Regions from separate parts of the Mus musculus genome. Here all the other regions are linked to region 3. A link is a contact called in public Hi-C and promoter capture Hi-C data. All regions are on one chromosome and are shown on one strand. The core of a region is the stretch at or near the end of the contact, and the rest is flanking DNA. Distances in the headings are between cores, read along the strand shown. Region 1 holds the start of Zfp334 (zinc finger protein 334). Region 2 overlaps Slc13a3 (solute carrier family 13 (sodium-dependent dicarboxylate transporter), member 3). Region 3 holds the start of 1700025C18Rik (RIKEN cDNA 1700025C18 gene).

Region 1 (2,700 bases), core at 62-2,561, 300 kb before region 3:
CCACTTGATCTCTGGTAACTAGTTAACTAAAGTCATACACAAACTCTAGGAACACCGCAAACAAACCGGACTGCCAGGATATCAGGTTTGCTTTTTGAAGCCTGCAGTGTCCCTTCTTATGACCCCTTTATTTAAATTACATCATGGCCACGTTTGATGTGGGAGACAGTATACAAGCATTGAATCCCTGGAAGTCTGGCTCACTGAGAGCTATCTCTCAGCCTCTGCATCTCGAAGTTCCTTTTGGTATTTAAACATAACAGATAACTGTGTCAGAAACTGTCTGGCCTTCCAGTGACTAAGATATTCCATAGCTTTCCTCTTTTAAAATATATACACGGGGGCTGGTGAGATGGCTCAGTGGTTAAGAGTGCCGACCGCTCTTCCAAAGGTCCTGAGTTCAAATCCCAGCAACCACATGGTGGCTCACAACCATCCGTAACGAAATCTGATGCCGTTTTCAGGAGTGTCTGAAGACAGCTATAGTGTACAGTGTATAAATAAATAAATAAATATTTTAAAAAAATAAATAAAACAAAATATATACACGTATTCAATTTGTCCTCATGGATGAAGAGCAGTTTCTATATTACTTGGATTAAATATAATTGGTCATGTTAAAATATATTGTTAAGATGGCGCAGTGATTTATAGCAGAGGAGCAGAGTTCAATTCCCAGCACCTACATGATACCATCTTCTGGCCTTCTTAGACACGGGGTACCAAGCACAGCACGCAAGTAGTGGACAGACATACATGCAGGCAGGCAATATATCAATACATATAAAATAAAATAAAATAAAAATTGAAAATATTATACTGTTAAAATATTTTGCCATTACTTATTGTGACTTCTCCTTCTGTAAAATTGGCAGGAGAGTATGCACCTGTCAGTAAAGTCAGTAATAAACAGGATGGCGATTATTTTCTTTTAAGATATTTAGAGATGGTTTGATTCTTTGTTAGGGGGTCTCTTCTGTAATTTTGGGAAGGTCGTCGATACATTTTTATTCTGCTTACAACTGTTTGGTTATTATTTTTTTCTTAATACACTGTTGGAATTTCTTTACAGAGCTCTAATTTTTTATTCTCACACTTCTTCTTGTACTCATGGTTTTTACTCGTAAATTACTGTGATTAAAGCCCTAGCGCCTCAGAGGCTATCGGCTGGGTGGGGGCCGCAACTCCCTGTGGGAAATGTAGTCCTGGAAAGACTACAGCACCCTTTGGAGAACCGTGGGAATGGCCGCTCCGAGACTCTGCGCATGCGCGGTCTCCTAGGCTCTATGGATGCGTTTCCGTTTCGTGGGGCTCTTCCAGGCGAGGCTCGAGGGGCCTCTGTGCGCCACAATTGCCTGGGGCCTTCTGGGAGCTACAAAAGAAGCGAGGTTTCCCCTGAGCCAGAGGAATTCCGGGTGGCGACTCCGGGGCAGGATCAGAAGAACCAGCGCCTTCCTGGGGCCCGCGGAGGCTTGCGCGTGTCCAGGGGCCGGGCGAGGCTAGCGGGCGCCCCCGGGGCTGCAGGCCTCCGGGCGGGCAGCCTGGGAAGGAGAGAGGTGTGTGCGTGCAAAAAGCGGATCCCAGCAGTCCTGCGGATGCCCTTGGCCCGGTAAAGCTTCGGGGGGCTGCTTAAGGGTTGAGCTGCGATTGAGGGAATGAGCAGGTCTGATTTCATTGGCGGGTCTTTCGTTTGGGAGGGAAGGGATGCCAGCCATGGCTGAGAAAAAGGCCTCTGCATCACTTCGAACAAATGCGTGTCGTTCATTAGAGTCCCCATTCTGTTTCGCCAGAGTTGCTCAAACCCCGTCCATCACCATCCTGGAGTTTACTGGTTTCCTTTATATAGAAGAATGACCCAAGAGTATCTACAGGAAAGGGTTTTTATGAGAGTCGAACTTCTTCTCAAGTGAGGAAGGCAGCTATTTTGACCATTTAGGTAGTTTGCTAGTGCCAGAACCAAGAATTGAAATCTGGTGTGTTGATTCGAAGGCCAGGGCTTTGTCTTCTGCTACACTGAAGCAGAGGCCTCCCTCTCATGAAACTGCAGTTAAGCTTGGGGGAGGGGAGCAGAGTGATACGCATCTTAAACCCCTCACTCCCTCTGTCTGGTTTTCTGATTTCATCTGCTGAATGCATTAGTAGGAAAACAGGTAATTGATACCCAAAAAACTAGATGGTAGGTAGGTAGATAGATAGATAGATAGATAATTGATACCCAAAAAACTAGAGGGTAGATAGATAGATAGATAGATTGATTGATAGAATCTCAGAGTTGCTGGCCTGCTCTTTCAGGCTTCATATATACTAGAGCTTATTGATATGATCTAATATGAACTCTGAAGTGTTGTTTGTTTTTTAAGGAGACCTGAATAAGACAGTAGTTCAATTCACACCTTTGTTTCCTTTCACACAGTAAGAAAAGCTCTGATTAGTCCATTCAAAACTGCCCTGGGCCTTCCCTCCGCAGACGCTTTCTGTATGACGCAGGTCGAAGGGTCCTTTCCTTCCAGGGCATGTCTGTGAGTCACTGTCGAGCTGCTAGCCAGTCTGCTGATCACATTCCCTGTTCTTCCTCACCCAGCCCTTGGATCACCGGTGGTTCCTGGCCCTTTCTTGAGAACGCCTGGAAATGGACAGTACCCAGGTAAGTCACCGAGGGATTCACGTCCCACCGTTGGCAGTGGCTGTTCATAGACCCGC
Region 2 (2,700 bases), core at 67-2,566, 350 kb before region 3:
CTAATACAGTGTAGTTAAATGATCTCCATGTGGAAAATCCTATGACACTTTAGATCGTGCTGGTGGGTGTGGACCAGGAAGACTGGAACAGAAGCATCCAGGTTGACTTTATGCTGGCAAGAAGCCCAGGTTAGTGAGCAGTAGGAGCCAGCAGACATGGGAGCAGAAGAGGAGGGGCGAGGTGGCAGATTCTAGTGCCAGGTCGCTGCATCCTGGAATGGGCACCATTAAAGATCTGTGGGCAAGGCAGAGAAACGCTAGGCTTGGACTGACTTCAACAGGCAAATTCTTTAAGCACAATAAGCCAAGTTGTCCCTGGATCTAAAACAAGCCTGGAACAGCCAGGGTGGTTCAGTGGGCAAAGGTACTTGCTGGCCAGCTCAGGGACCTGACTTAGATCCCTACAACCCACCCAGAGGTGAAAGCAGAGACCTGATGGAGCCCTTTTGCACACACACACTCCAAATCAAACAAGATAAGCTTAGGCAATTGCTTCTATGTTTGCTACGTGGTGAGTTCCAAGCCATCCAGAGCTACACAGAGAAATCCTGTCTCAGAGTAAGGGTTGGCATGAAGGACACTCTCAATGTAAGAAGTGCTCCTGTTACAGGTTGCACTGACCTGAGGGGTCTGACCTCTACCCTCTGGCACTGGGATCTTCTCTGGACTCTGACTTCCCTCCTGTAAAACCAACGCTTAGACTCCCCAGGGACTAGACCAGAGTTCCCAGTGGACCCCGAGTTCTAGACCCAGCCCTAACTCTTTCTGCCTCCCAGGCTCATCCTGGGGATGATGGTGACCACGTCATTCCTGTCTATGTGGCTGAGCAACACGGCCTCCACCGCAATGATGCTACCCATTGCCAGTGCCATCCTCAAGAGCCTCTTTGGCCAGCGCGAAGCTCGGAAGGACCTTCCCCGGGAAGGCGACGAGAGCACAGGTGAGTCTGGACGGGCGCCAGGGTTCACACTGGTGGCTGCTGGGAGGATGGGCATTGGAAGTTCCAAATCGTCCAGAGCTACACAGAGAAACCCTGTCTCAGAGTAAGGGTTGGCATGAGGGCGCTCTCAGTGTAAGAAGCGCTCCTGTCTCAGGCTGCACTGACCTGAGGGGTCTGACCTCTACCCTCTGACACTAGGCTCTTAGCAGATGTTTTCACATGATGTAAGTCACCGCCTTAGATCACACAGAGAGAAAGTGACCAAGCCTGACTTTGAACCCAGGCAGTGTGGCCAGAGATGGGTGACATCAGTGAGAATTCTTTTGACAGCAATAGAACACATGTCTGCCTTCAAGTGGCTTAAAAAAATGGGAAGTTGTTTTCTTCAGACATGATGAAATCAGGGGAAGGCATCGTGGGGCCACTTTGGAGGCACAAGGACATCCCGAGACTTTTCATTGGCAACCCAGTGACTCACACACCTCCACCCCATGGTGACACAGTGGCTGCCATATCACCTCTACTTTAAAGTCTCCCACTTTGTATTGATATCTACATACTTTTAAGAGAGGTCTAAAGCCATCCATGTCTGGGCCAGGACTGCTATCCCACCTCCTGTGTTCTTTCTGCCTCACACACAGACCCTGCACAGCACACTGAGCTGAGGAAAGCCATCCATGTCTGGGCCAGGACTGCCATCCCACCTTCCGCGTTCTTTCTGCCTCACACTCAGACCCTGCACAGCACACTGAGCTAGAGACAGCTGAGCTTCCTGCCTTCCCTGTGTATTAGGTAGTCAGGTGTCTAAGTCTGGTCCGGGAGAATTTAGTGGAAATATGGGGGCTCTTGTGGTTCTGCCCTTCACGGTCTCTAACCCATGTTGAGTGGGTGTGGTGGGCCACGTGGTGAGAGTGGGAGACGCCACCTGGGATAAGAGGTGAAAGCCACACTTTGACAAAAGTGGCTGACCACTCCCACAGAGGTGCCATTCAGGCCAATAAATGCAACATTAGCCTTGAAACCATGCTAACGGTGTTCTTTGAAAAGGTGTGTAAGCATGCTTGTTCCAGAACAGACTTCTCCTACAAGTATGAAGGCCTGAGTTCCATCCTCAGAGCCCATGTTTAAAAGCCAGCTGAGGCGGCACGCGCTTGTAATCCTAGCTGGGGAGGTGAAGGCAAATGGATCCCTGGGGCTTGCTGGCCAGTCAGCCAGATTGTCGAATCCTAGGCTAGTGGCCTTGTTTGCCACCCCAACCCCCCAAAACCACAAGATGCAGGCATGCCTTTGGTCCCAAGACTTGAATGGCAGAGGCAAGCACATCTCTGTGAGTTTAAGGTCAACCTAGGGTATATAAGGACTTCCAGGCCATTGTCACTACATATGTCCAAAAAAGAAAAAAAAAGGATGACTCCTGAAGACTATCTGAGGTTCACTTCTGGTTTTCCCATGCACAGACATGATTGCACACATATATGCATGCATACACATGTATACAAACACACATGCATCCCTGCATACACACATGTACACTGCATATACATGCACACATGTATACATATACACACCTGCACACACATGTGCATATACACATCTGCACAGCATGAACACTGCATACGAATGGACACATATATACCTGTACACATATGTATACTACATACACATAGGATACCTGCGCATACATATACACTGCACACACATTCACACCTGCACACATATGTACATACTGTACTGCATATACATGCACACATCACACACAT
Region 3 (2,700 bases), core at 135-2,634:
AGGTTCAGACATGGTTACCCCTTTCTAGTGTGAGACCCCATTATTTCCAGGGTCATAACTTAGCTAGAACCCCACAGTCCTGTGACACACATCTCTGCTTGTGTGTACACGTGCCCTAGGCTCAGAGAGACTGAGTGCTCTGTCTGAGGTCACACAGCTAAGAAAGAACGGAGTCTGATTCAGACACTCCCAGCTGCTGGCACCCTCTCTGCTCTCAGTCTCTTTGTTCAGCTCCAAAGTCTGACCCGGGGACCTGCAGAGTCAGGGACCAGGAGACAGGCCGGCTCCAGCCTGCACGGTGTCTTGTGGGACAAGCCAGGTCATTAGAGACTGTTAGTATTCAGAGGCCTCCCCAGCTTGGCTCCTCCAGCCTAGCATTGATCTCTGGTGCTCCACACTCCTAACCATACTCACCCAGGGACCCTGTCTCTGTTTGCCCTTCAGCCAATGCTGGCACCCAGCATATTCGTCACTGTCTCCAGGCAAAGGACAGCTTATGTTCACATCCCCCAGTGGCTGGCCTTGGGCCCTTGATCTCACCACTGTGTCATCCAAGCTACACCCCCACCTCCTCCTTCCGACCTACTGAAAGTAATACATTGTGACATCGTGGAGAATCCACAGTAATGCCCACCTTGCTCTTCTACACAGACAGTAGCCTCTTGGAGAATAGGACCAGATAATACCCTAACTCCCTCGCAGATCCTAGCAGAGATTTTTTCTCTCTCTCTCTCTCCTGGGTCATGTGTCTTTAGACAAGCGAGCCCACCTCTCTGTGCCTCCTCTGCCTATCTGCAAATGGACATGACGAAAAGCTACCTTGAGAGGATGTAGAGGGTTCCCTGGGACCAGCCATGACACTCAGAGGACAGTCAGTATCACTCTCTTTCCTCAGACCTCAGTGAGGAGGGACCCAGCTGGGGTGGAGGTTCAAGTAAAAGAAGATGAGGCTGGGCCATGGTAGCGCATGCCTTTAATCCCAGCATAGGTAAAGGCAAGCAGATGTCTGGGAATTCGAGGCCAGTCTGAGTTCAAAGAGAACCCCTGTGTTGAAAAACAGAGAGAGAGAGAGAGAGAGAGAGAGAGAGAGAGAGAGAGAGAGAGAGAACAAGATGGATGAAACTTCCTTAATAAAGAGTCCTCCTCAGAAGGGTGAATGGGAGACAGGGAGACAGGACAGGACAGCTGTGGGGGTGTATAATGGTGTCTCAGACAGTGAGTGAGCAGGAGGATATGAGGAAGTTGCCTGAAGCCATGGTTTATGTCACTGCTTTCTCTGGCTTTCACATAGCCCGGAATCACCCAAGGCATTACATGGTTGCTGAGCAGCATGTGACTGCATCACAGAGCCTCCCTGGCCTAGGGAAGGTGCCCAGAGTCACTGGATTGGTGGACAAGGACTGGCAGGAAAGGGCTGGTCAACCTGACTCCCAGGTTAGGGGCGTAAAAGCCATGTCCCCCTGCTGGGTGGGAATAGCCTTGGAGCAGCACGTGCTTGCTCTTGGGTACCTGAATCTGAGAGTGACCACACACCTGATGCTGAACCTCTATATCTTAGGGTAAGCCCTCTGACCTTCTGGTAGCCACAATGGAGGTGTTCAGGCCAAAGGGCTACGGCCTAATTGGAGGAGATTCTGCATCTGGAGTTGTTCCAAGCTCATGCCAAAGCTAACCCTGGCAAACATCTGCCCGCGGACTGTGAACTTGAAGCAAGCATTGCTATGGCCTCCAGATCCTGGATTCTTCAGATCTATACTTGGTACTGTTGAACATATGAGGCCCCTTGGTGCATGCTTCGAATCTCAGCATTCAGGAGGCTGAGGCAGGAGGATGGCAAGTTCCAGGCAAGCCTAGATTTCATACCGAGACCTAGACCCCCCCCAAGCCAACCACCAACTGTGAGCAAGTTCAAGCCTGAGAGGTCTCAGAGTACCTTGAATGTGGGGTGCTGAAAACTGAACCTTTAAATAGTGAGGCGCCTGTGGGTCTAAATGTCACTGTTACAGCAGTGTAGATGTGCACCTCATAGCCAGGGGTGGGGTCTACTTGGTGGGAACTGAGACACAACGGGCCAGGAACAAACAAAGGGACCAATGACCTGCTCAGCCTGTCCCCTTCCACCTAATCTCTCCTCCCCCTCCCATGCACCTCACCCCTAAACACATCTGCCCCTCCCACCCACCCCTCCCACTCTGGCTACCTAGCTAACCTCAGGGGAGCAGCTTAACTGAACCCCAAGTCTCAACACTTCCACATTCCTTCCCAGGGCTCAGAGAATGCAGCATGGAGCCCATCCTCCCGACCCCCCTCACAGGGCAAATCCTCCCCACATCCCCCTGCAGGGCCTGGCAAGGTAGTTCTGATCCTGGATCCCAGGGAGCTGGGGCCTTATCTCAGCCTACGGAGCAAGCACTTTGCATCTCTCCCCCCAGTATGCGGCCACAGCGCGTTCCAGCCCGCGGCTCCTCGCCATCTGCAGAGAGAAATCCAGTTAGACCTTGTATAATAAGTTCCTGACAATCTTGCTGAGGACGCTGGGTCATAAAAGTCTGCTGGTTTTATCGCCGGTAACAGACACGGAGTGAAATTAAGTTGTCTTATCAAATTTAGATAATATATATCCCTCTAGAGTAGAAGGCGCTGCATGGGGTTTCCGTGGTATGAGCCCAGGAGGGGACAGGCAGCCAAGCAGTTCCTGGG

The links. Promoter capture Hi-C pulls out the DNA fragments that hold promoters and counts their contacts. Hi-C and Micro-C count contacts between places; a contact is called where the count stands out from the background.
Region 1: a promoter capture Hi-C map of pre-B cells shows a contact between it and region 3. The contact joins the promoter of Zfp334 here to the promoter of 1700025C18Rik in region 3. A contact is called at or near these places in 16 of 39 promoter capture datasets (the C10 cell line, the HPC-7 cell line, cranial neural crest and 10 more), 1 of 15 datasets of contacts at CTCF or cohesin (large pre-B cells), 2 of 484 Hi-C or Micro-C datasets (the N1E-115 cell line and bone marrow-derived macrophages), 15 of 115 datasets of contacts at active chromatin or transcription factors (astrocytes, bone marrow-derived macrophages, cardiomyocytes and 10 more) and 2 of 9 other capture datasets (adipose tissue and liver).
Region 2: a contact with region 3 is called in a Hi-C map of bone marrow-derived macrophages, with 17 read pairs. The contact joins the enhancer-like site here to the promoter of 1700025C18Rik in region 3. A contact is called at or near these places in 5 of 39 promoter capture datasets (the C10 cell line, the HPC-7 cell line, cranial neural crest and 2 more), 1 of 15 datasets of contacts at CTCF or cohesin (pro-B cells), 2 of 484 Hi-C or Micro-C datasets (bone marrow-derived macrophages and nephron progenitors), 3 of 115 datasets of contacts at active chromatin or transcription factors (T-cell acute lymphoblastic leukemia, microglia and neural tube) and 2 of 9 other capture datasets (adipose tissue and liver).

Annotation. Positions count from the first base shown.
Region 1 is chr2:165,386,870-165,389,569 of GRCm38.p6, reverse strand. Zfp334 (zinc finger protein 334) reads left to right here and starts at 1,311. Exons shown (of 5, transcript NM_178411.3): 1 at 1,311-1,609; 2 at 2,582-2,644. The coding sequence starts at 2,630.
Region 2 is chr2:165,443,732-165,446,431 of GRCm38.p6, reverse strand. Slc13a3 (solute carrier family 13 (sodium-dependent dicarboxylate transporter), member 3) reads left to right here. Exons shown (of 13, transcript NM_054055.2): 3 at 777-940. The region is part of intron 2 of Gm14437 (predicted gene 14437); the gene reads right to left. Among named protein-coding and RNA genes, the nearest start is that of Gm14437, 2.9 kb to the right of the region's middle. Within about 2 kb of position 1,316, at least 5 of the 459 cell types and tissues checked have an H3K27ac peak or open chromatin away from gene starts, as enhancers often do. A contact at or near this core is called in bone marrow-derived macrophages, where this site is marked.
Region 3 is chr2:165,089,434-165,092,133 of GRCm38.p6, reverse strand. 1700025C18Rik (RIKEN cDNA 1700025C18 gene) reads left to right here and starts at 1,384. Exons shown (of 3, transcript NR_033448.1): 1 at 1,384-1,434; 2 at 1,559-1,844.